Regions from separate parts of the Mus musculus genome. Here regions 1, 2, 3, 5 and 6 are each linked to region 4. The links are chromatin contacts, called in public ChIA-PET, Hi-C, HiChIP or PLAC-seq and promoter capture Hi-C maps. All regions are on one chromosome and are shown on one strand. The core of a region is the stretch at or near the end of the contact, and the rest is flanking DNA. Distances in the headings are between cores, read along the strand shown.

Region 1 (3,661 bases), core at 558-3,057, 650 kb before region 4:
AAGTGCTGGGGTTAAAGATGTGCACCGCCACTGCCTGGTTTACAGTTTTAAATTTCTAAAGGAACAATTCATGCCACAATAAACATCTTGGTGCCCACTAACTGTGGAGACGCAATCACAGTGGGGTGATTGGAGTTCACATCCTGTGGGGCATCTGGCATCCTCACAAACCTTACTTAAGTTTCCTAACTCCATTTTGAAAGGCTCTCTAGCTGACATTTTCATTGCAATTTTCTTTTCGTTTGGCACAGCAGCTGGGCTTTCTGTCACGGATGCTTGATTTCAGCCCTGTCCTGTGGTCCCAGCGTCTCCACTTCTGTTTTTGTAAAAGTCTTGCGCCTATGTATTCTGTCTTTTCTGCAAAGTGAAGTTCTTGCAGCATCCACAGCCACCCTGCTTCCCATTTCCTTCCTGTTCTGCTGGAGGAGGCTCCTCGCTCCACGGAGCCAGGAGTGGAAATCCTTGTGCTTGTAGTGATCCTGCAGTCTCTGCTCCTGGATGATGGTGAAATGAACCAATTCAAGACAGATTAGCTCGTCGTAAATGCGGGTTTGTTGGGTTGGGAAGCTTCTGTCAGGAGGACGAATTCACTGGTCCCAAGGAAGGAGAGGAAGGAAGCCATATTAGTCGCCATGGGAAGGGAAAGGAGAAGAGGGAAAAGAAAGAAAGAAAGAAAGAAAGAAAGAAAGAAAGAAAGAAAGAAAGAAAGAGAGAAAGAGAGAAAGAAAGAAAGAGAATGGGGGTGGGGGGGAGAGAGAGACCAATGATATCATATATGATATGATATCTGTATTAAATGCAGAAGAGTCTCTGGGGGAAGGGCAGCTGAGTCCCTGCCAGGTAGGGACAGAGGGATGTCAGGAGAACCTTGAGCCTTTGATTTGTACAATGCATACCTCAGCCCCTAATCCAGGACTGGAAACCAAACACTCCTGAGTGCTGGGATTACAAATGTGGACCACCCTAGTGGGCCCGGGAGATGTTTTCGGATTTTTACCATTCTTGGTATCTACATCTTCTTATGAATTGAGTGGCCACTAAAATAACGACTGTTTCCCAAGTACTGTCTTTTTGTCCTGCTGAGGTTGAGCTTGGTCCTGGTAGGCAAGATGTCAACAAGGTATTTTATCTATACCATTAAAGTAAATTGTTCAGACTGGAACACTTATGATCCAGGCAGGCTTGGAATTTGCCAGCCTTCTGTTCACCCTCCTGAGTAGCTGGGATTACAGGTTTGCGCTACCAGTCCCAGTATACGGAGTAAATTCTAAACCGTACCCAGTAAACGTCCAGTGCTGGATGCAGTCTGAGAGTGAGTTAACTAAGAACTGTGCTGTGTGTGTGTGGCTGCCAGCGCAGCCATGCCAGCCCGCAGGCTGGGATGGGCCTCGAGCACAGCAAAGGATCTGGATTTTCGTCCTACATTCATTACCAAGTCGAAACCGAGTTAATATTACTGAAATGACAACTTCCATTACGAAAACTCTGTTTTAGAAAGATGTGCTTAATTTGTCTTTCAACCATTTTTATGCACACGCCATTCGCACAGTAGGTCCCCGTTGGATGACTAACTGGGACTGGGATCCTGGAATACTCCGGAGCTCAAGCATTAAATCGTGGGGTTCCCCCACCCCGCATCCCCATTCCTCCCTCCAGTCTCCCCAGCCCCGCCCTGCCCCACAGCCTAGCGTCGCGAAGGCTGCCGGCAGCCTGGCGCGCTTTACGGCCGTGGCGTTGCGACGGGGCGGGGCGCCGGGCGGGCGGCCCGCGAGCTTGACGGCAGCGGTGGGAGGCAGGCCGGCAGGCAGGCAGACGGCGTCGCAGGCGGGTGGCGGCGGCCGCGCTGGCTGCCGAGGGCGGGAGCGAGTGAGTCATTGCGCGCGTGTGAGGGAGGAAAGGAGCGAGCGAGCGAGCGAGCGAGCAGCCCGCGCCCGTCGCCCTCCCGCCGCTGCCGCCAGGTCTCCCCAGCCGCCGACTGCCTTCCGCCCAGCGCCCAGGCCGGGCCGAGTCGAGCCGGGTCGGGCCCGGGCCATGCTGCTCACCGTGTACTGTGTGCGGAGGGACCTCTCCGAGGTGACCTTTTCCCTCCAGGTCGACGCCGACTTCGAGCTGCACAACTTCCGCGCGCTGTGCGAGCTCGAGTCCGGCATCCCCGCCGCCGAGAGCCAGGTACGCCGGGGTGCGGCAGCGAGCGGGGGCCTCCGGCCGCTGTGGCCGGGGGCGGGGGGAGCTGGGGGCCGGCGGGGGCCGAGTCCTGCAGCCGCCCGTGGATGCACCCACTGCAGCTAGAGGGGCACGTGCGCGGGCGGGCAGCCCTCCCCACCTTCTGGCCTTCGGGAGCCTGGGTCCTCATCCGGGATCTCCTGACTTTCCGACCAGAAATACCAGTTTGGATCACTGGGAGAACGACGCCTGCCTGGGGTTCGCTTATTTGGACCGCTCCAATATGCGCAGTTTACTACCTGGGAGAATGCAGATTTGCGGTTGAAAGTGAGGGGAAAAAGTTTGAGACTCACTCTGCCATTGACGTCTCTGGAAATGCATACATTTTTGGTTAATTTATTATATATGTATACACACACACACATATATATATGTCATATATTAATTAAAGTAATGGTTAGGTTAACTCAGTCTGTCTGCTTCTCTCAGGCCAAAGCCCTCCTCCTTTCTGGGCCCAGTTTAGTTGGGTCAGTTCAAAGCTCAGTGCTTTCGAAGGATATTAGCTTGAAAATGGCCTACTGTCTGAAGACCCCCGAGGGATTCGGCGGCCAGGAGTTCAGCCTTCTCATGTTTTAACAAGAAAATATATTCTCAAAATGCTTTGGTGTCCTTAGTAGACTTCATCAAACAATAGGTGGACTATTTTGTAACCTTTGCACTAAATCCCTTAAGATTCTAACCAAAGTGGCCCCCGCTGGGTGTAGTCTAAACACCAGAAAATTATAGACAGCTCCCAAGGCCCCAGAATGTAAATCTTGATTTCCTTCTGCAATTATGAAATAGTTCCAAAAACTGTTGCCCAACGACTGCCTGTTCTGTCCTGACTTACGGTAAACTCTGCGTGTCAATATTGTGTTCAGAAGTACCATTCCTTCACACAATGTGAACTTTAGAACCTTGGCATGCAGCTCTTTCTGGAAGGATCTATTTTAGGGAAGGAGGTGTCACTCACATACGCGGTCTGGCAAAAGTTGGGAATAAACAGTTCCCCCAATTTCCACAGAAAAATTAACCCACAAAAACCTAGGACCCCATTCCTGTTGGTCAGCCTCCTCATACAGGTAGCAGGGGCAAGCTAGGACCAGGGAGTTTGGGGGGCTGGGGGAGATTTGACTTTTTAGAGGATTGATTAATTGCTGGTTGTTGTTTGTTTTGTTTTTAAGGCAGGTCTCACTATATAAAACACTGGCTCCCATCTACACTCAGAGATCCCTGTTGACTTTGCCTCCCAAATGTTTGGAGTTAAGGCCTGAGCCATCACAACCAGCTGCTTTTGGTTTTTGTTTGTTTGCTTTGGTTTTTTTTGTTGTTGTTGTTGGGTTTTTTGTTGTTGTTGTTGTTTTTGAGACAAGGTCTCAACTGTGGGGTCAAGGCTAGTCTCAGACAGCAGCCCTCCTGCTTCAGGCTCCTGTACAGCTGGGATTACAAGAATACACTA
Region 2 (3,896 bases), core at 290-2,789, 800 kb before region 4:
TCGGAGACTCTTGACTCCAAAGAGCAAGGCTTCCCCCAGGTGCTTGTGAAAAGCAGCTTTTTGGATCCCAGTGACAAAGGACAGGTCTGTCAGTCTAGGTAGAGCCTGGAAATCAGCATTATGGCTAGTGACCTTGCAGTTGATGCCAGAACACCATAGCTTTGAAGGTTTAAGAGTTTGTTACCGCCGGACAGTGCACGCCTTTAATCCCAGCACTTGGGAGGCAGAAGCTGGCGGATTTCTTGAGTTCGAGGTCAGCCTGGTCTACAGAGTGAGTTCCAGGACAGCCAGGGCTACACAGAGAAACCCTGTCTCAAAAAACAAAACCCCCAAAAGAAAAACAAACAAACAAACAGAGTTTGTTATCTGTCTATCTATTATCTATCATCTATCAAGGAGGGAGTCTTACTATAGAGCCCTGGCTATCCTGGATGTAGACCAGGCTGACTGAACTCAGAGACTGGCCAGAGATTTACTTTAGTTTTAAGTCTGTGTGTGTGGGGGAGGGGTATATATGCTCATGAGTGCAGATGCATAAGCAGGCCAGAAGAGGGTCTAGGATCCCTGGTGCTGGAGTTACAGGCCTTTCGTGACTTGCCCCTCTCTACCCGGACCCTACACGGATGCTAGGATGTCAGTCCTCCACAAGAGCAATAACCACTCTTAATAACTGAGCCTTCTCTTCAGACCAGCTTTGCTGTTCTTGAAGTGACAGACTAGATGACAGAGACAAATTCTCTCTGAGCTCCTCCTTTCCAGCTCCCCCCATTCCTGACGCTTTGGGGAGGAGGTCACCCCTCTGGGATCCCCATCAAAGAGGCAACATGGAGATCTCTCTGAAATCCCTCTGAGGTGGAGAGTCCCAGGCATCCGCCGGATCAGGCAGCTATTGTGCTGAATCATCGTGTAACAGGACGACCCCCTTCCCCTTTCCCAGTTCTTTGGGGACCTTGAGAACTGGTAGGGTGCCATCTCCCTCATAGCAGCTACCCCACTTTTGAATGACGCCAGTCATGATAGCCCTGGAGACAGTCTCAACTGGGCTCCAGTGCTAGGGTCCACCTTCTTCAGATTCCTGCCACCTTATCAAGAACGCCCAGCGGTTCACTACCAGTGGTCTCCATGGCAACCGACAGGGTGTCAGAGACACAAACCCCTTTCAGAGAACGGGTTGAGAGCCGCGCCCCTCTCCAGTCCCTGAACACACAGCCACCTCCTGCGAGCGGACCCTCTTCCCTCCCGAAGGGTTGGGACACCCCCTTCCCAGGTTCCTTCCAGAGGGCTCCTGGGACTCAGCGTCACCCAGAGGTCATCAGAGAGAAGTTGATGGTTTTTCACTGTGGGGGAGGGAGGGGAACGATGATGAGGAGCTGGGGAGCGGAATGCACTTGACCCCCCTACCCCCCTCCGGGGATAGAGAAGGACCCGGCACGCGGCAAAGGCGGCGGGAGCCAGCCCGGGGGCGGGCGGTCCCCTAAGTCCCACCTTCAGGGCGGCGCCTGGCGGCGGGGAGTGTCAGGAAGAGGAAGAGCGCGGCCGGGAGCGCGGCGCAGAGCAGGGGCCCGGCCGAGGCAGCGCTGCGCGGGCCACCATGGCCACGGACGAGTTGGCCAGCAAGCTGAGCCGGAGGCTGCAGATGGAGGGCGAAGGCGGCGAGGCGACGGAGCAGCCGGGGCTCAACGGGGCGGCGGCGGCGGCGGCGGCCGAGGCTCCCGACGAGACTGCCCAGGCGTTGGGCAGCGCGGACGACGAGCTGAGCGCCAAGCTGCTGCGGCGCGCGGACCTCAACCAGGGCATCGGCGAGCCACAGTCGCCCAGCCGCCGCGTCTTCAACCCCTACACCGAGTTCAAGGAGTTCTCCAGGAAGCAGATCAAAGACATGGAGAAGATGTTCAAGCAGTAAGTGCCCCTGCACCCGGTTCCCCACCACCCTAGACCCGGCCTCGGGCCCTAACCTCCCGTATCCCCAATTAGATTCCCCCAGAACCCCGTCTCACCAGGGTGGGGAACTCTGCTGCTTTTCTAAAGAGCCACGAGGCTTCCAGACCCACCACCCCAGCACGCAAGTGGATCTGGGGAGCTCCCGTTCCTGACATGTGACCCCTCCTCCTGGTGATACTGCCCTCGGAATAGCCCACGCGGATTGGGGGCTCCCTGAGGTTCCTTCCAGATAATCGCAGGTCCCCAGCGAGTCACTACCACCACACAGGGTACCGACCTCCTTCCCACTGTTAATGTTACTGCACCCACCACCCTACACCCAAACATATCGAGAAAGGGAGAAAGGGCCGGTGGCTTCCCTTCCGCTCCGTCCTAACTACTGGACTCCCTACCCCCACCGCAATAAGGCAACCCTACTGCCTCTTAAGGGGACATTCCCCCCGGCACCCATGCCAGACTTGTGCCTTTTACTGGGTCCTTTAATTTCTTCTGCTTAGTTATGGACTCTCTCCTACTAGGTTGGGTCCACAACCCCCTCCCCCCAACACACACACACACACACACACACACACACACACACCCTCAGCTATACTATGTTTACTTACTGTGGGTGAAAACTCTTCAGGCCTTTCCATTCCCGCCCACCCTGTTGACCAGGTTCCATTTCCTTAACACTGTGCGGTCTTGCTAGGGAAGGGCTCCTCTGTCCCTGTCCCCCAGTCTACAAACATGTAACTCCCCTATCATCAGGACAGAGTCCCCTGGGACTTAGCCCCTCTTCATACACTGTGAGTCCACCTTCCTCCCCTCCCTCCCTTCTCCCCCATTACCCCGCCCCCCCACCTCGAACCCCTTCACTCCGTGGTTGTGCAGTGGTGACTCCCCTGCCCTTTATCAGAAGGCAGCCCTCTTCCCCAGTGACAGTTCCTCCCTTCCCAGACAATCCCTGGAGCCCATTCTCTCTCTATGTGCCCTGCCTAGGGTCTCCAACCCCTGCCTTCTACTTTCTATGATTCTAAGCTGTACCCTTACCAGATTAGGATGTCCCCAAGACCTGTGGGCTCAGCCATTCCACACCCCCACAAAATCCAGCAATATGGAGATGGGGGAAGAGTACCCATAGGGGTAGAGAAGATGCAAGTGCCCCTCCAAAGGACCGGCCTCCCGTCTTCCTAGTAAGCCACCTATGTTCCTGGAAAGGAAATGGTCCTCCAGGCACCAGGCTGGAGCGGATCCCAGAGGGGACCAAACCACAGAAGCTGAGCTTGGGGTGGGGTACGCAGGGAATCCCAAAGCAGAAGACAGCCAGCAGATTGAGAGCCCCAGCCACACCCCACGGACAGTGCCCAGACACCCATCAGGAAGCCCGGAAAGGGGGCGTTCCCTCCAACCAGGGTCCAGAGAGGATTTTCCCATGTCCCACTTCCTTCCACACCCACAGCCAGTCCTCATAGGGAAAGAGGACGTTAGGTCCCAGCTATGGGTGACTAGAAGCTTCCTGATGCCGCTATAATGCACCCCCCAAACTTCTACATGGAGGTTCCAGGGCAAGAGGATACCCTCTGACTTCAGTCTCCACTGACTGACCAGGCTAGAACGGCAGGAATCCACACTCCTTGCTTTTGAACCTTAGGGCAACGGTGACTTCCAGGTTGATCCACCCTGTGGATTCCAGAGAGTTACTTAGGTGTCATAGATCTCTGCAGAGATAGGGCTGGGGCCTCCCAACAGTCCCGTGACTCAGGACTTTACAGCTACCAAATGATAGGATCAGGATTCGAACTCGGACCGGTAGCTTCAAAAGCCATGGCCTTCCCTTCTGAACTGTCTCTCACAGATACCTGTGTCAGTGTCTCGAAACACATCCCAACACCTCTTTGTGTGTGTGTTCTGTGTGTGTGTATGTGAGACTGACCTCCCCCCTCCACCATCCACCACCAGCCCATTTTACATTT
Region 3 (4,097 bases), core at 217-2,716, 940 kb before region 4:
GAGTCTGTTCTCATGCTGACCCAGTTCATGCTGTTGTTGGGTTCTGTCATGCTGCAAGAAGTTTTTGTTATAATATGAAAACCATCAGACTTGAGCTGACCAGGGGCCATCTTTGAGTCCCAGTACCTGCCTCCTGCATCCTGCCGCACCCAGCCTGTCTCCCACCCTCTGTCTCCTCAGCTTTTTCCTCCACCTTCCCAAATTCTCTCCCTCTCTGCATCCCGCAATCCTGTAAGTTCTTCAAGACTCAGGTGGAATTCTCCTCTTCTGACCCATCAGACCCTAGAGGCAGAAGGCTGTCTCGCCTGTGTGCCCCATCTTTTCCTCGATGTTAGAAAACAACCTAGACTACCAGCTTACCAAACCAGAAAGGTTTGTTTGTGGTCCTGGTTTTACTGGTTCCAGCCGACATGTTTCAGGCCCCATGTTTTGGCCTTGTGAAGCCGCAGAACATCAGGCATGAAGTATGTGTCAAAGTCAGTTTGCACAGCTTGTGATGGCTGGGAGGGAGAGGAAGGAAGGGGTGTGGAGAAGGAAGGAGAGGAGGAAGAAAAGAGAGAGGGAGGAAGAGAGACTCCCTTTAAGGGCATGCTCCTCCCGAAATTCCCACCACGTCTCAATAACACCATGAACTGGAGATGAAGCCTTCAACATGAGTGTTGGGAGTCATTTAAGAACAAGGCCGCAGCCCCCCTTCTCTACTCCAGTTCCAAGTCCCACAGGGCAATGAGTGCTTCTGGAACCCAGTGACCGGGGATCATTCCTGTCTCTCAGCTCTTGACTGGTCCAAATTCAGACCTGGGTTAGAAAGGACTATCTCTGAGGCTTAAGTTTCTGAACAATACTCGGTTCCCAGGAGAGATGAGAAGACAGGGTAAAAGATGAGGGTGGACCAGGGCTTGGAGAGAAAAGAGCGATTGTTCTCAGAGAGAAAGAGAGTCTTTGCTGGGCGTGGGGAGGAGACCGGATGCCATCAGTCCAAATGGAGTGATTCAGAGGAAACCTGAGGAGAAAAAAAATGACCAGCGAGGCCCCAACCAACCTGTTCGGGAAGGAAGGGAAAAGTTAGAGCCAGGAATGACACAAAACAGTCACCTCACGCCCCACATCTGCACCTCTGAGATGACAAAGGCACCGGGAGAGCATCCTTGCAATGCCATAAATCCTCCAGGAGGTGAGGGGTGACAAAGGGTGAGGTCACCTCAAGCTGCTGCCTGGAACAAGCTTTCTCACCTGAAGCGGCTCTGCCACTGACAGACACACACCCAAAGCCTTCTAGAATCTTCTGTACGGAGACAAGGGCACCTCCATGAAACGTTCCTCAGAGAGCCACTGTGTGCCCGAGTGGACTGGGCGTCGCTCACTCATCGGTCACAAGTGGGCGAGTTATCTGTTCTCACTTCCTAATCTCCCTGGGCACACAGTCCCCACGCCTCCTTCCCTTGGGGCCCATAGCTTCTGTGAGTGGCAGAGCGGCTAAAGCTGACGTCATCAGTCAGCTGCGAAGAAGCCCACAAAGGCTCCAGGCTCCGACTGAGATAGCTCAGCTGATGAAGGTGCCCGAGGCCACGCCTGATGGCCTGAGATCAACCCCGGGTTCCTACACAGTGAGAGGAGAGATTTGACTCCCTTGAACTGCCTCTGACCCCACACCCATGCACTGTGGCAAGCATCCCTTCCCCCACCCCCGCAAATAAATAAACTGCTTAAAACAGCATAACTTATTCCAAACAACAAAAAGCTTGGGCTCCCCACTACTGTACACCCCTGCTTGGGGCACCACTCTTCTCCCCATCCCAGTGGCTCCCACCTTCTCATTTCCCTCAAATCTGACTCACTCACTTATAAAAGAAAAGATAATGAATGTAGCACGCTCCAGACGTTGCCCAGAGAACCTGCGACATTGGGGGAACAGAAAGACCTTTGTTACCATCCGGTTCCACACAGTCTGTGGGTCCCCATGGTGGTCCCGGTCTGGGGTCCCATTTAGGATCTGTTGCCTATTGGAGCTGAAATGCGATGGGTAATATCGATGATTGACTCAACAAGGCTCTGGGAGCATCAAGGAGACTGACTTCATCAGGAGACTGACTTCATCGCAGGCCTGGGAGGGAGGTTCTAGATCAGCTTACACAACCTGTCACTTCCTTTGATCCAAGCCATGAAGCCTTACAGCTCTCCTGGCTGGAGCTGAAGCCGGGATTCACCTCCTGCTGGAATGCAGGGACTGAAGGGGGACCATCCAGAGGTCTCCAAGGAGGGGACAAGGATAGCCAGGAGAGGTGGCTGGGAGCAATGAGATTTTGTGGAGGCTGAAGTTGCAGGCGAGAAGTCAGACTCTGAATGCAGTGGGAAGAACAGGGCGCTGAGGGCTCCCCAGCTTGGAGGAGGGGTGCAGACCTGAGATGGCCCCTTCTCCCTAGACGGTGTCTCTGCCCAGAGGGCGGGGTAGCAGGTAGCAAGCAGATATCCTTCTTTTGACAGCTGTCAGTTATGGTGCCTAAGAATTGACCCTTCCCCTATCACTCATCTATCGATATTCCCTGCTTTACAAACAGGTTATGATTCAATATGCTTGAAATAAATTGAAAATGTCCAACTCAGGAGATAGGACAGCAAAGTGCTGAGCTAGCATAGGACCATGAGCTTGTGACCTCAGCTTGTAAACTCGGGGACATGAGCTTGTAATCCCATCGCTGGAGAGGTGTAGACAGACAGGGGCCCCTGGCCTCACTGACCAGTTGTCTCAGTTTTATGGTGAATTCCAGAACAATGAGAGACCCTGTCTCAAAAAAAAAGGGGGGGGTTTGTCTCCTGAAGAATGGCAGTCAAGGTTGTCTTCTGGCTTTCACATGCATACAGACATACATGCAAGTCGGCACAGACATCCACAGGAAGGAACACCTGCACACTAGAGGGGGGGATAGTGTAAGCAGAAATGCCTTGTGGGTACACTTAACCTGTGGAACACCAGGCAATAGAGCCCATTATGCAGAATACGATATTTTCCTCAGTGAGGGTGTGACAGACAGCTGTAGCCCACGGCTGCTGCCAAGCATTGAGAAAGGGGGTCATGTTCTCTAGCCCAGGAAAGATCAAAATGCAGAAATGCAAATTTTGACTCCTCCTAAACACATAACTGTGTCACACCTTTGTCACAGTCAGCAGTCACAGATCCTGCCCCCCACCACACCCCCGGCCCTGCTCTGTCTCCAAGCTTCATTCTCAATCAAAAGGACAGCGATTTCTCAGAAATTACGAATGTCACCGACATTTCCAGTACCCCGCTGCTGCAGTCACTCCCTTAAGTGTGTCTGTGGGTCCCCATCCCCTGCCTCCAAGCCACTCAGAACTCAATCAAACAAGTTGGTTATAGACACCGGAGCCTTGGATATTTTCTTCTAAGGCGGTATTTTTGATACCCTCCCACTGTTTAAGGAAAAAGCCTTATTCCTCTGCCCTGGAAACGCTGTTATAATGCTCCATATAATCTGAAAGTCAGTTGAGCTGACAGCTTAGCATTCCTTCACTGGAGATGGCTGGCAGCCACGTAGGATGCAGAAAGTCGACCCTGGGCAGTGGTCCCAGGTTTCGCTGAGTCCTGTAGTATGAACAGATCTTTACTGGTGATGTCTGCATACAGATGCGAATAGAGGTGCGTCTTCCCAGAACATCCTTGCCCTGTGCCCACTGGGCAGGCAAGTCAGGTTTGGAGTCACAGTCTGATGTGTATAGGGCCCCTGGCAATGCTTGGAGAGACAATGATGGAAGGGAGGGGCTGTGAAGTTGGAAACTGTTGGTCCCTAGCACAGAGAAAGAATCCCGGTTCTGTCTGGCTAGTTCACTTTACACCCAACACCATCCTCACCCTAGAGGAAGTGGGTAAGACTGGGTGCTGACCTCCAAGATTCTCCAACCTCCCAACCCACCTGTCACCACACCCTCTCCACAACGTCTTGATCACACTGTTATAAAAGCTTGTGGGGCTCCTGAGCCTCGTTTCTTCCTCTAGGAAATGAGGCGTCCTCGGGTTGCCTGAAATACAGTCATACCCGACTCCTACCCGCGCGCGCGCACACACAAACACACACACACAC
Region 4 (4,040 bases), core at 1,201-3,700:
TCCAACTTGACTTCATTATACTGGCCAGTCCTGAAGTTATTTTCAATGTTGAAGCCACAAATCCTGGTTTAGGTTGAGCTAAGGTACCTAAAAGATGAGGGGAACACCTAAGGATGGCTGAGGGTGACAGTACAGAGTCTCACCTTTGTCCCCTCATTGCTAAAACTGATGCTTCGAACTTGTAGCCATCCTCCTGCCTCTGCGACATCCTCCACACTGGGACTGCAAGCATGCTCTACCATATCCAACTGGGACTTCTTTTTTTTTTAACTTTTTTTTCGATTTTTATTTATTATTATACATAGGTACACTATAGCTGTCTTCAGATACCAGAAGAGGGCATCATATCTCATTACGGATGGTTGTGAGCCACCATGTGGTTGCTGGGATTTGAACTCAGAAACTCTGGAAGAGCAGTCTGTGCTCTTAACCGTTGAGTCATCTCTCCAGCCCAGGGGACTTCTTTTTAAATGACTCATTTTACTGAACTTCAGTTTGTAGGCTCTAAAATACAACTCTCACTTCAAGGAAAACTGAAACTCTTTTTTTTTTTTTTTTGGAGCCATAGGGATGACTGTGGCCCAGAAACACAGATTCACGTTACCAGAATACATGTTCCAGGTGTGGTAACAATTTCATGAAAATTTCATAATGACTATCTTAGTCAGTGATCTATTACTGTTAACAGACGCCATGGCCACAGCAACTTTTATAAGAGAGAGCACGTAATTAGGCTGGCTTACAGTTTCAGAGATTCAGTCCATTATCATCAAGGCGGGAAGCATGGCAGCACGCAGGCAGACATGGTGCTGGAGAAGTAGTTGAACATTCTCCATCTGGATCTGCAGGCAGCAGGAAGAGAAAGGCACTGGGACTGGCTTTGACTTTTGAAACCTCAAAGCTCACCCCCAATAATATACTTCCTCCAAAAGGCCACACCCACTCCAAGGCCACACCTCCTAGTTCCTCTCAAGTAGTGCCAATTCCTAATGACCAAGCATTCAAAATTATGAGCCTATGGGGGCCATTCCCATTCAGACCACCACAGTGATGAAAAAATAGTTATAAACCGAGGCATTAGCCCGGCCGTGGTGTCGCACACCTTTAATCCCAGCATTTGGGAGGCAGAGGCGGGCAGATTTCGGAGTTCGAGGCCAGCCTGGTCTACAGAGTGAGTTCCAGGACAGCCAGGACTGCACAGAGAAATCCTGTCTCGAAAAACCAAAAAACTGAGCCAGGCGTGGTGGCACACGCCTTTAATCCCAGCACTCGGGAGGCAGAGGCAGGTGGATTTCTGAGTTTGAGGCCAGCCTGGTCTACAAAATGAGTTCCAGGACAGCCTGGGCTACACAGAGAAACCCTGTCTCAAAAAAAACCAACAAAAACAAAAAACCCAAAAAATCAACAAAACAAAACAAACATCAAACCGAGGCATTTTTCAAACCGTTGGTGGAGACCTCAGGCAGGTGAGTCACCGCAAAGCCGGGAAACATCATTTATGGCCCTTACTTGCTATCTGATGACATTCTTAGCCTTTATTGGTGAAAGCTGGCATTTGTACCTTCCAAAGGATTTACCTAATAGTCACAAGGATCTTAGGTCACATACAGAGGTGGCCAATAAATGGCTATTTAGAGGGTCAAGATAACTCAAAATCAATTCGCCTCCCAATCTGCCTTATTCTAGCTTTTCACAAGTGATCAACCTCGTGGAAGGATTAGGAGGTGTGTCCTCGTTGGAAAAGCTGTGATGGGGGTTTGGTCTTTGAGTTTTCCAAAAGCCCGTATCAGGCCCGGGTCACTGTCGTCCGTGCTCCCCTTCCTCCCGCCCCATCCCTGTGTGCTGTGGCCCTTCCACCCCCACCAGGATCATGACGTACAGCTCTCAGCTGCTTCTCTGGTATCACGCCTGCCTGCATGCCGCCATGCTCTCCCGCATGCTAATCATGGACTAAGCCTCTGAAACTGTAAGCAAGCCCCCAATGAAAGGATTTCTTTTTGTAAGTGTTGCCTTGGTCATAGTGTCTCTTCACAGCAAAGACAACCAGGAACTTTGGTTCACAACTTTGATTTGTACTCCTGTTGCGCTAAGCCACTGGGGCCTTGCGCACATAGTAGGTTATAAAAAGTTGTGGAGCGAGATTCCTCCAGAAGCCTCTGAGAACCTTCTGGGATTGGCGGGGACAAGGACATTCCGTCAGAAGGGCAGGGCTGCAGGGTATCTTGCATATCAGCCACCCTGGTCTAGGGTATAGAGTTTGAACTACAACCAGGTTCGGGATTAGGCTCAGATCAGCGGCATCTCGAGCTTCTCAGGTCCCACAGCAGCAGAGAGCAATCGCTTCACGGTCTGATCTGAGGCGCCCGGCAGAGGGCACTCGGGAGCGATCGGGGGGTCCCCCGGAGCTTCCGCTCTAGACAGAACTTGGTCATAGAGTCGCATCACTTCCGGTCCTGAAGGGGCGGGGAGAAGCCGGAAGTCCCGAGGGCTCGGGCGATAGAGATGGAGGAGAGTGAGTACGAGTCTGTTCTGTGTGTCAAGCCGGAGGTCCACGTCTACCGCATCCCGCCGCGGGCCACCAACCGTGGTTACAGGTGACCGTTCCTGGCTTAATCTTCCCGTCCCCCGCCCCGGCATGCACTGCGGGGGACGAGGACCGGTTGTCGGGTTTAGGGGCGGAAAGGATGGAGCCCTGTGGCTACTTTAATCGGGGCCAGACTTAGGAGGGGTCGCTGGCCCTGAGCCGTCAGCGGGACGCCGGCAACGGTCGCAGCCAGCTCCTGGGGACCCGAGAGCGCAGTGGGTTCCCTCGGCGGGGTCTACGGGTCGTGTCACAGCGCTAACCGACAGTCGTGACGGGATCCCAGAAAACCCTGCCACCCGCGGAAATCCCCGCCGGGAGGGCACGGGAGGGAACCCGGCCATCTGGGGGACCCGTCCCACGAAGCCCAGGGACGCTGTTCCTATCTCCGGCTCTCCTGACCCCAGTTTCACCCCTGATCACAACATACTTGCAGCTGGGAGGATACCGCCGCCCTTGTCTTGAGTGAGCGTCACCTGAGGCAAATAAACTCAAATGCCTGTAAACACACGGAGTGTCTCCGGAAGGGAACCCAGGACTCTAGTCTAGGAGAGGAGACACAAAGTTGGACACCTTCCCTAACTGAAAAAGATGAAAAATACGTGGTGTGTCCTGTGCCCTGTGGTGGGGTGTTGCTACTTAGGCTGGGTGGCTCTCGAAGGCGATGGGTGTCTGAGTTGTTTGGAAACAGGTCGTCGGGTACCACAAATGTGTTGGAGGGCCAACTCCATCTGCCCTTTGCGCTATGTAACACAGGCTCATAACATTTTCTGAATGGGTATCTTAGAACACTTAACTGTGTCGGTGCGATGATTTTAAAATAATATTAAAATGACAAGAATGGAGGTCAGCAAGCTACAGCTGCCTGTGCTTGCTTTTGCGTGTCTGGGTGTGGTGCGGGTGCATGCAGAAGCCACAGGAGTTCCAGCCAGTGTCTTGCTTTTTTCATGTCCGTTGTTCCCTTGAGGTGGCCCCTAACTGAAGCTGGGGTTGGCTGTTTTCATCTAGACTAGGTGTTCAGCAAGCCCAGTGAAACTCCTTTCTCTGCCCCACCCCACACAGTGGAGGGTCTACAGGTAGCTGGAGCCAGACCTGGCTTTTAGGCGCTAGAGATCCAAACTCGGGGCCTCAAGCTTGCTCATCTGCACCGAATCATCTCCACAGCTGTCTCCCTTTCCTTTCTTGTTATCAAACCGGAGATTGGCAGTCTACCCCTATCTGTTGGGTCTTCGTTCAGTAGACTAGGGTTAGCTTCTCTTGATCCTCCGGAGGGTGGGGTCACCAAGTATCCAGCCAGGCTGGTTTGATACAGAGGAAGCTGCCCGCCCTACACTCAACCTTTCGGGCTCTCCTTAGCCTGAATCTAAAGCCCGCGGCGCCAGGAAGAGGAACAGAAACTGAGCCTGCTGCCTTGTTAGCTGAAGATGTACATTCATGTGGATCTGCCACAGCTGCCAGC
Region 5 (4,228 bases), core at 1,536-4,035, 520 kb before region 4:
CCCAGAGGAGAACACTTCCTTCCTGCCCTCCGGCCAGTTGGTCGAAGTACTTGGATCTTGCTGGACTGTAGATGTAGTAAGCAGAATGCTCTAGAAGCTAGGCAAGAATGATGTGGGAACCCCAGGCCTTCCACAGGAGGGTGCCAATGATAAACAGACCCTCAGTGTGCTCTCTGGATGTCTGTGGCTCTGACATTCCTACTGAGGGAAGGCTATGTGCTGTGTGTGCTGTGTGCTGGCAGACCCCTTTAATCTCAGCACTTGGGAGGCGGAAGCAAGTGGATCTCTGTGAGTTGGAGGTCAATCTGGGTTCAGTCTAGCCGAGGCTACATAGGGAGACCCTATCCAAAATAAAATTGGGAGGTGGTGCTTGTTCAAGGTCAGTCAGTACCAGACAACTAAGAGTTCGTTTGGCCTATGCTTCTGTGGTCCTTCATCACAGACTAACAATGACTTCAGAGATGCCGTCCCACCCGCCACCTCTCTATCTCAATCCCTTGACCTTCCGTCCTGGCACATGCCACTATTGGTAACTGTTGCCCTGTTTTGTCTTCACCCCCACACCATTTATGTCTCTGCTCCTTCCTAGTGTAACCCATTCATAATCTCCCCATCTAGGCAAGGATTAATGTCCAGACTTGGTTCCTATTGGCTCCTGACTCTCTCTACCAGGCAGCCAGAGCCCAGACCATGTTTACAGGGCCTCCTCAATCCCCACTGTGGAAGGTAAGAGAGCTATACTTCCCAACAGAGGAGTCTGGATGGCAGCAAATATCACCCACTCCCTGGATCTTATCCCTAAGCCCTTCTCCTTCTGCCTGCAGGGTCTCAGCAGTCATGGCCCTAGTAGAGGGCTCTCTTCTTGTCCACTGGGACTTCTGAGGGGAGAAGAGACCTGGTCTGAGCTTGGCAGGGAGGGGGGAGGGGAGCAGAGTCCATGAGCTGGCAGACAGAGGGCGTGTATTCTCTGCCTGCACACTTCCTGGGTTTCCATTGCAGGAAGTTTGGCACCTGCCTATCGGTGCCACTGATACCCAGGCTGGTGCAGGCGACTTTTAGCCAGGACAATACCCCAACTGGAAGCAGCAACAGCAGCAGCAGCAGGAGGAGGTGGAACAGAGGCCAGGGGTGCAGGACAGCTGGTGAGTGGTAGCAGCTAGACCCCTTCCAGACTGCCTTAGACTGTGGATGTGGGAAGCCTGGCTCCTAGATTAATCCCTTTGACCTTGGCGAAGGCCCCAAGTCAACCCTTCCTTCCGTGTGGCGTCTCATTGTGGGGTAACCGGGTAGGTCAGTACCACCTTGACTCAGTGGCGCCCCCCTTTCTCAGCTGAGGTGTAAGAGTCTCCACACCTGCCACAGACAAGAGGCCCCATTGCCAGGTTGGGAACGCACCCAAGGGGCCCCTGGGCACCGGTAGCCTCAGCATAATACTGGGTTCTGTCCTTGGCTCTCATCTGGGGATGGTGGCAGCAATCCAGCCTCTGGGACTAGCAGATCCGGGTGCCTAAGGGGCACTCTCCGGTCTGGCTTGAATCTAGCCTTGTCCAGTGCCCATTGCACAAGCCTCGGTCCTCGCCGGCTTCAGTGTCTGGTCTGTGGGGTGGGACCTATCAGCCCTGGAGTAGAGTCTGGAAGGGTTAGATGAAAGGTTTGAAAGGGACACAAGGGAAGTCTCTAGAAACAGCAGTTACTGTCGTCGTTGTGACTCCACACTGGCGGGTAGAATCAAATGGAAAAATCTAATGGCAAAGACTGGGGAGGCCATTAAGGGGGTGGGGCTTAGTGGGGAGGCGGAGGATGGAGCTGAGCACCCAGACACCCCACTCTGACACCTCTCTTCTGCAGCAATACAAGGACCACCTCGAGGAGCTGTTGTATGTGGGGGGGGGGGGCGAGGAGGGCTGCAGAAGGGGACCTAATCCTTCCTAGTTACCCCCCCCCCATGACTCTGGGTCCAGCTCTCCCCTGCCCAGTCCCCCATTGTGCCTCTAATCGAAAGAACAATCGGCTTGCCTGGGAATCAGACCTAGATTCCTTTCCCCTGCAATGTCTTCAGGTCTCTAGGGACCTGAGCTGTCCAGAGCAGCCCCAACCCAGGCCGCAGGGCCCTGTGCTCTGCTTCTTCAGGGGCCAGTAACAGGGCCGGAAAGCAAACAGGTGACCTGATTGTTTCCCCTGTCTCCTGTAAGGGCCTCTTTCCACTACAGGACCTGAGACCCACTTGTAGAAGGATTCATAGGCTCACACAGGCAGTGACAGCCCAGGACAGCAGATCCAGGTGACTTGCTTCGCTGGGGTGTCTGAAAACCCTACCCCAGGCATCCTTTGAATAAGCCCCGCAACTCCAGTATATGTTAGCATTATCGCTTTAACTCTAGGCCACGTTGCAGAGGTGGGCTGTGCGGACCCCATTTTAGGAATTAAAGATTGAGGCTTAAGAAAACGGGGTTGACAGTCCAGGTCATGCGTCTAGCCTAACTTATGACCCTGAAGGATTTCAGAGTCAGTCTGGCTACAAGTACCCCTCTCCACCAATTGGGGCAGGTGGAGCCTCTCATCCAGGTGACCTAGAGCGAGGTTGGCTAAGGATCCCACTCCCCAGCCCGCCCCGCCCCTCCCCGGTGCACCGTGGGGGTGGGCAGCGGAGGAGGAGCCACAGGGAAGGGGAGGAGTGGTGGGAACAAAGGGAGGGGGCGCGGCCACAGGTGGGGGGGCAGGTAGGGCGAGCCAGCGCCCCCTCCCCGAGCGTCACCTTTTATGGTAAGGCGCGCGCGGGGCGGCGGGCGGAGGGAGGCTGGGGCGGGAGCAAGGGGCGGAGGCGCAGCGCCGGCGGAGGCCGGGCGTGGGGAGCGCGGCAGGTAAGCGGGTGCGGCGTGGGGGTCCTGGCTGTGCTCCCCGGGCAGGGTCAACTTCAGGTGGCCACATGGGCAACTCTCGGCCACCGTACTGAACCCAGCTCGGCGCGGTTGGGGGGCTCGGGGCGGGTACTGTGTCTTGTCCCTGTGTGTCCCAGGATCTCAGCCATTGGGGACTCTGGGAGGCTGTGCGGGGACGGCACAGGGGTCATCTCCTGGCTCTTGATTGGGACGGGTTGAGCAGGGCAGAGGCTCCCGCACAAAGAGGATAGCGTCCCGCATATGGATCGAATTATAGTCACTGCGGTGACCCGGCCAACTGTCCCGCTCTGCTGCTGTGCCAGGGAGCAGAGTTCCCGAGTTCTTTTGCCCCTCCCGGACCCTGTTTCCAGCTCCAGTCTGGAGAGGGAAAGGAGGGTCCTGGGGTCTCCTCGCCTGGCTTGGCGGGGTGTGGAAGTGGGCGATCCCCAAAGTGAGTGCAACTACTCCCCCATCTCCAGGCCAGACCTGAGGTCCCAGGGGGAGAGGCTGGGCAGCGCCCAGATTCCAGCTTTTAACAATGGAGATCACTGTCCTCCAGCCGCAGGGCTCCTTCTTCCCCCCTGGGGCTGAACGACCAGCTGGCCTCCCCAGCCACCCTCCAGGGCAGACTTCTATTCTCTTTATGAATAGAAAGCGAGCCCAGAGAGGTTGAGTGACCGCGTCAAGGTCGCCCAGTACAAAAGACCGGTAGCCTGAGGAGATCTGACTTCTGCGCCTCTTCCTTTCTCTGGTCTAGGAAAGAGGATGAGAGAGGCCCTTAGCCTTCTGAGATCGCAAGGTGTCTTGTGGGAGTGAGTGGGGGGACATTCACTCTTCCACTTTCAGCAAAGTTTAATTCTAGTCCTCAACTTAGATTGCTTATTGGTCTGTGTGAAAGAGCAATGCTTAGAAATGACTCGGAGGTGGCTTTAGAGTGCGGGCAAAGAGTTATCGAGGCCGCCAGCACATCCCCTCCCAGGGGCTGCAGCCTAAGGCCGGCCCTGGCTGGCTGGCTGGCCGGCTCTCAGCCTCCTTCCTTCCTCTTGACAGGAAATGACTTTCTTTCCCTTTGTTCCCACTTTCTCCGCTTACCCAACTGGATCTGGGTGTCTGATTTGCCCTCCGGGGGAGGAAGGATGGGGGTGGAGGGTCTGCTGGGAAGTTTTCATAGAATGCTCCCCCCAACCCCCACCCCACCCCCGCCTGGGTGAACTCAGGGTTAGTGGGACCAAAGGGAAGCGCCAGCAGGCTCTCCTTAAGGGACCTGACAGGGCTTTGAAAATCCCCAGCGCTGCTCCATCCCTGAGGTCCCCACCTCTGCATGACAACGTAAAGGGCGGGTATGGCTG
Region 6 (3,677 bases), core at 184-2,683, 710 kb before region 4:
AATCCAAAACACAGGTATAGTATAGGTCACTCGAGCAGCAAAGCCTTAGGCACAGACCAATATTCAGCTCTGCGACAGCGCATTCGCCTAGCATGCACGAGAGGCGGGGGGGGGGGGGGGGATGACGATGATAGGCTTTAGCTTCATTTTTTATTTATTTTGCAACTAACTATTCAAATATTTACTGGCAGCTTGTACAAACCAAGGTCTGTGCAGACAGTGATACAATGCTGAACAAGAAAAGTGTGAGACTCTACCTGCAGGAGCTTACCTGAAAGAGCTCTACCTGAAAGAGCCCAAAGAACAACGATATACACTAAATGTATAGAAGAGAGAGCCAGGCATGGTAGTGCAGACTTTTAATCCCGGCACTCTTTGAGGAGGCAGAGGCAGGCAGATCTCCTGAGTTTGAGACCACCCTGATTCACCTAGTAAGTTCCAGGCCAGCGAGGATTACACGGTGAGACCCTGTCTCAAAAGCAAACAACAAAAACAGCATGCTAGGTAAGTGTTTTAGAAACCGATTACATAAGAACTCACTCAACACGAGGCATGGAATAGAAAATACATCAAGAGCCCTTGGTCACGGGCGCAAAAAAAAAAAAAAAAAATGTCAGCCTTATTCACCACGCCCTCTTCCCTCGGTTCTTTTGTTTGTTTGTTTGTTTGTTTGTTTGCTTGTTTGTTTGTTTTTTCAAGACAGGGTTTCTCTGTACAGTCCTGGCTGTCCTGGAACTCACTTTGTAGACCAGGCTGGCCTCGAACTCAAATATCCACCTGCCTCTGCCTCCCAAGTGCTGGGATTAAAGGCGTGCGCAACCACGCCCGTCTTTCCCTCAGTTCTTGTCCAAATTCCAGTCTAGAACATCCTTGGGTTGATGTACTGAATTTGGAGCCTTGGATTCTAAGCTTCGGGCAAGTCTTTGGCCCTCTCCGAACTTCAGTATATGAAGAGGTTGAACTAGGAAGAATCCCTAAGGTCGCCTCAAACGCTGACGCTCTAGGATTCTATGAATAGGGTCAAAGTGAACTGGGACCAGCGACTGCGTCCCCGTCCTAGCAACAGTTGCTAGATGTGGGCCATCTTCTGGCAACCAGTGGAAACCCCTCCCCGGTTCCGGGAGGTCTTCCTGGTATCCCGTGATGCATAGCGACTCCGCCTCGCTAGAAGGCACGTTCTGGCCTCGCTAGTCAAGAGCAAGCTTTCAGACCCAGCCAGAGAGCGCTCTCCGTTCCTATAGCAACTGCGCCAGATCCAGGTGCCTACGGTGACCGTCAAGGCCAAAATAGGTTCATCGCGTGTGCGGCCTAAACCGGTCTGTGCGCGCGTCGCAGGCGTGGGGTCTTTAAGTGACACGTGACTGCCCCGGGCCTGGGCCCCGCCTCCTTCCCCTCCCCAGGTTCTCTGGTGTGGACTGGAAGCGCCGGCCCCGGCGGATTCACTGGAGCACGGACGCTGCGGCCGGTTGGGCCGGTGCCCTTTCCCGGTAACTCCTTCCCGGCTTGACGCGCGAGCGTGGCGGGGCCTTGCAAGCTGGGGGATCTCCCGTCAGATCCTCCGCGTCCTCAGCCCGCGCTGGGCCCCGGGGGGCCCCGGGAGCCGACAGGAACCGGGGCGGCGGGGGAGGGGGCCGCCTCCCGGAAGGTCGTAACCCGGGCGGGCGCCCGAGTCGGGACTTGGTCCTGCGGAGCGTCTGGGGAGCCTCCGCCGCCTGCGCTTGGGGACGCCGAGGGCTACCTGTTGGCCAGCGCGTCCCCAATCCTGTGGCCGGCCCCCTGGAGCTGGAGAACGTCAGCCAAAAATTGTCCCCACCTCACCCACTCCCGCAGCAGACACTTCACCCACCCTGCCTGTGGATTCTGCTTAGTAAACCCCTTACCCACTTTACTGTACCCCATCCCCATAAAGATCCTGCTAGGTGCTGGTGTTCAGTCACACCCTATCAGCAAGAACACAGGTTTAGGTCCTAGAATGGTGGTGGACAGCCCCCCACCCCCGCAATCTGATCCCCAATCTGGGTGAGTTTAGCCAGTACCTCAGAACAGGCTGTCTTAAAAGAGAAACAGGAACTGGCTTGCTTGTGGATTTTACTTAGCATGTGTGCAGTTCTAAACAGTGGTCAACTGTTTATAAAGACTCCCAAGCAGGGTTTATGGCTTGCACTTGTCAAAATCCACCCCCCCTGAGTAAGGTGTCAGCCACTGAACCTTACTAAACACTGTGAGGTCAAGATAAATGGACCCATGAAACCAGCATATGGTATAAAAGATCACAGCCCCCTGTGTGAGTGTGTGTATCTCCAGGTCCACGCTATCTCCTTATCAACCAGCCAGGATTATTCCAAAACCCACACTGAGTTCTACCCCTCAGCTGAGTTGTAGTTTAAAACATTTTAAAGCCGTGCCTATTCTTCTAGTCTTTCCTGTTCTCTTTAGATAAGAAACTGGATTCTTAATAATAGCAGACTTCTGAATATTAATGCACAGTTATTTTAAGGTGTTTTACTTTCATGTCTATTTAGTGTCCAGAAATGCCACAATGATCCTAGAATGTAATTTAGTACATGAGAAATCATGATGAGTTTGTGAGCTAATTTGACCCGTTCTCAGCTACTCTGAAGCCAATTATTTTAAGTTTATTGTTATGATAGATGAAATGGTGCATTTGAGATATCCTCTCCTGGATATCCTAGATATATTCTCAGAGTCACCACTTGTTTCAGAGCATTCATTTCCAGTAATTTTAAAAGGACTTTTCTAATCTATTAATCTATTATGACTTGTCTTTTTTTTTTTAATTCATAATAGTTCTTGTGTGTGATATTCAAAAATAGTGGTCTTTTTTGTTTTAAAGATAGGGTCAACTAGATTGACACATTCCCTCTTAAAAAAAAAAAATCTCGTGTTTAGCTCTCATTTGAACATCTTTATTCCCTACCTTAAGAAGCATGACCATTCAAGTTCCTGTCTCTTGAACTTAAAACTACCTCTTGATCATTTCAGCTCTGGGAAGGAAGAGAGATGGAATTGAAAAGGTTGGGCGTGTCCTGGCGATTCTTGATGGTTCTGGTTCTGATCCTGCAAAGCCTGTCTGCATTGGATTTTGACCCATACAGAGTCCTAGGGGTCAGCCGCACGGCCAGTCAGGCTGACATTAAAAAGGCATATAAGAAGCTCGCTCGGGAATGGTAGGTGAACCCAAGAACGGAAGTTTAACGTCCGCTAGGCAGTCAGCAGGTGGCTGAAGCCTCAATGAGGGTGACTTGTCTGTCTCTGCGTTGAGTGTATTTGTAGAACCGCCTAGAGTATTGAGGCTAGAGCAAATACGGAAGCAAGGCGGTGAGCGACGCTCCTGTGCTATGTAGAGGATTTCTGGTCCTTAAACATATTTTTCCTTTGTGTGTGAGGGAGTTCGTGTTTGTATGTTGGGGCAGGGGGAGGGTTTCTCTGGGTAGCTCTGGCTGTTCTGGAACTCACTTTGTATGTAGACCAGACTGACTTTGAACTCAGAGATTTGCCCATCTCTGCCTCCCAAGTGCTAAGATTAAAGGCGTGTGCGTCACCACCCAGCTCTTTTGACTTGGGTTTTTGGTTCTTTTGGTAATACTTTATTTTTAATGATGTGTATATCTCAAAGGAGACTGCTGAACACACTGGAGATGGAGTTACAGGGAGTC

The links. Hi-C and Micro-C count contacts between places; a contact is called where the count stands out from the background. ChIA-PET counts read pairs in DNA pulled down with a chosen protein or histone mark. HiChIP or PLAC-seq counts read pairs in DNA pulled down with a chosen protein or histone mark. Capture Hi-C pulls out chosen DNA fragments and counts their contacts.
Region 1: a contact with region 4 is called in an RNA polymerase II ChIA-PET map of memory CD8 T cells, with 10 read pairs. The contact joins the promoter of Ddi2 here to the promoter of Necap2 in region 4. A contact is called at or near these places in 2 of 484 Hi-C or Micro-C datasets (CD4 T cells and CD8 T cells), 1 of 115 datasets of contacts at active chromatin or transcription factors (memory CD8 T cells) and 1 of 9 other capture datasets (adipose tissue).
Region 2: a contact with region 4 is called in an H3K27ac HiChIP or PLAC-seq map of bone marrow-derived dendritic cells, with 2.8 times the contacts expected there. The contact joins the promoter of Efhd2 here to the promoter of Necap2 in region 4. A contact is called at or near these places in 2 of 115 datasets of contacts at active chromatin or transcription factors (bone marrow-derived dendritic cells and pancreatic cancer cells).
Region 3: a contact with region 4 is called in a Hi-C map of muscle stem cells, with 6 times the contacts expected there. The contact joins the promoter of 4930455G09Rik here to the promoter of Necap2 in region 4. A contact is called at or near these places in 1 of 484 Hi-C or Micro-C datasets (muscle stem cells) and 1 of 115 datasets of contacts at active chromatin or transcription factors (pancreatic cancer cells).
Region 5: a promoter capture Hi-C map of pancreatic islet shows a contact between it and region 4. The contact joins the promoter of Fblim1 here to the promoter of Necap2 in region 4. A contact is called at or near these places in 1 of 39 promoter capture datasets (liver), 2 of 115 datasets of contacts at active chromatin or transcription factors (bone marrow-derived dendritic cells and pancreatic cancer cells) and 1 of 9 other capture datasets (pancreatic islet).
Region 6: a contact with region 4 is called in a Hi-C map of regulatory T cells, with 6 times the contacts expected there. The contact joins the promoter of Dnajc16 here to the promoter of Necap2 in region 4. A contact is called at or near these places in 1 of 39 promoter capture datasets (pre-B cells), 7 of 484 Hi-C or Micro-C datasets (CD4 T cells, CD8 T cells, double positive thymocytes and 3 more), 4 of 115 datasets of contacts at active chromatin or transcription factors (bone marrow-derived dendritic cells, memory CD8 T cells, microglia and 1 more) and 2 of 9 other capture datasets (adipose tissue and liver).

Annotation. Positions count from the first base shown.
Region 1 is chr4:141,721,565-141,725,225 of GRCm38.p6, reverse strand. It overlaps Ddi2 (DNA-damage inducible protein 2), which reads left to right and starts at 1,807. Exons shown (of 10, transcript NM_001017966.2): 1 at 1,807-2,169. The coding sequence starts at 2,032.
Region 2 is chr4:141,872,563-141,876,458 of GRCm38.p6, reverse strand. Efhd2 (EF hand domain containing 2) reads left to right here and starts at 1,539. Exons shown (of 4, transcript NM_025994.3): 1 at 1,539-1,899. The coding sequence starts at 1,592.
Region 3 is chr4:142,015,267-142,019,363 of GRCm38.p6, reverse strand. It overlaps 4930455G09Rik (RIKEN cDNA 4930455G09 gene), which reads right to left and starts at 1,466. Exons shown (of 2, transcript NR_131014.1): 1 at 1,234-1,466.
Region 4 is chr4:141,076,767-141,080,806 of GRCm38.p6, reverse strand. Necap2 (NECAP endocytosis associated 2) reads left to right here and starts at 2,450. Exons shown (of 8, transcript NM_025383.4): 1 at 2,450-2,594. The coding sequence starts at 2,503.
Region 5 is chr4:141,598,481-141,602,708 of GRCm38.p6, reverse strand. It overlaps Fblim1 (filamin binding LIM protein 1), which reads left to right and starts at 2,785. Exons shown (of 9, transcript NM_001163256.1): 1 at 2,785-2,861.
Region 6 is chr4:141,788,400-141,792,076 of GRCm38.p6, reverse strand. Dnajc16 (DnaJ heat shock protein family (Hsp40) member C16) reads left to right here and starts at 1,433. Exons shown (of 15, transcript NM_172338.2): 1 at 1,433-1,487; 2 at 3,004-3,188. The coding sequence starts at 3,022.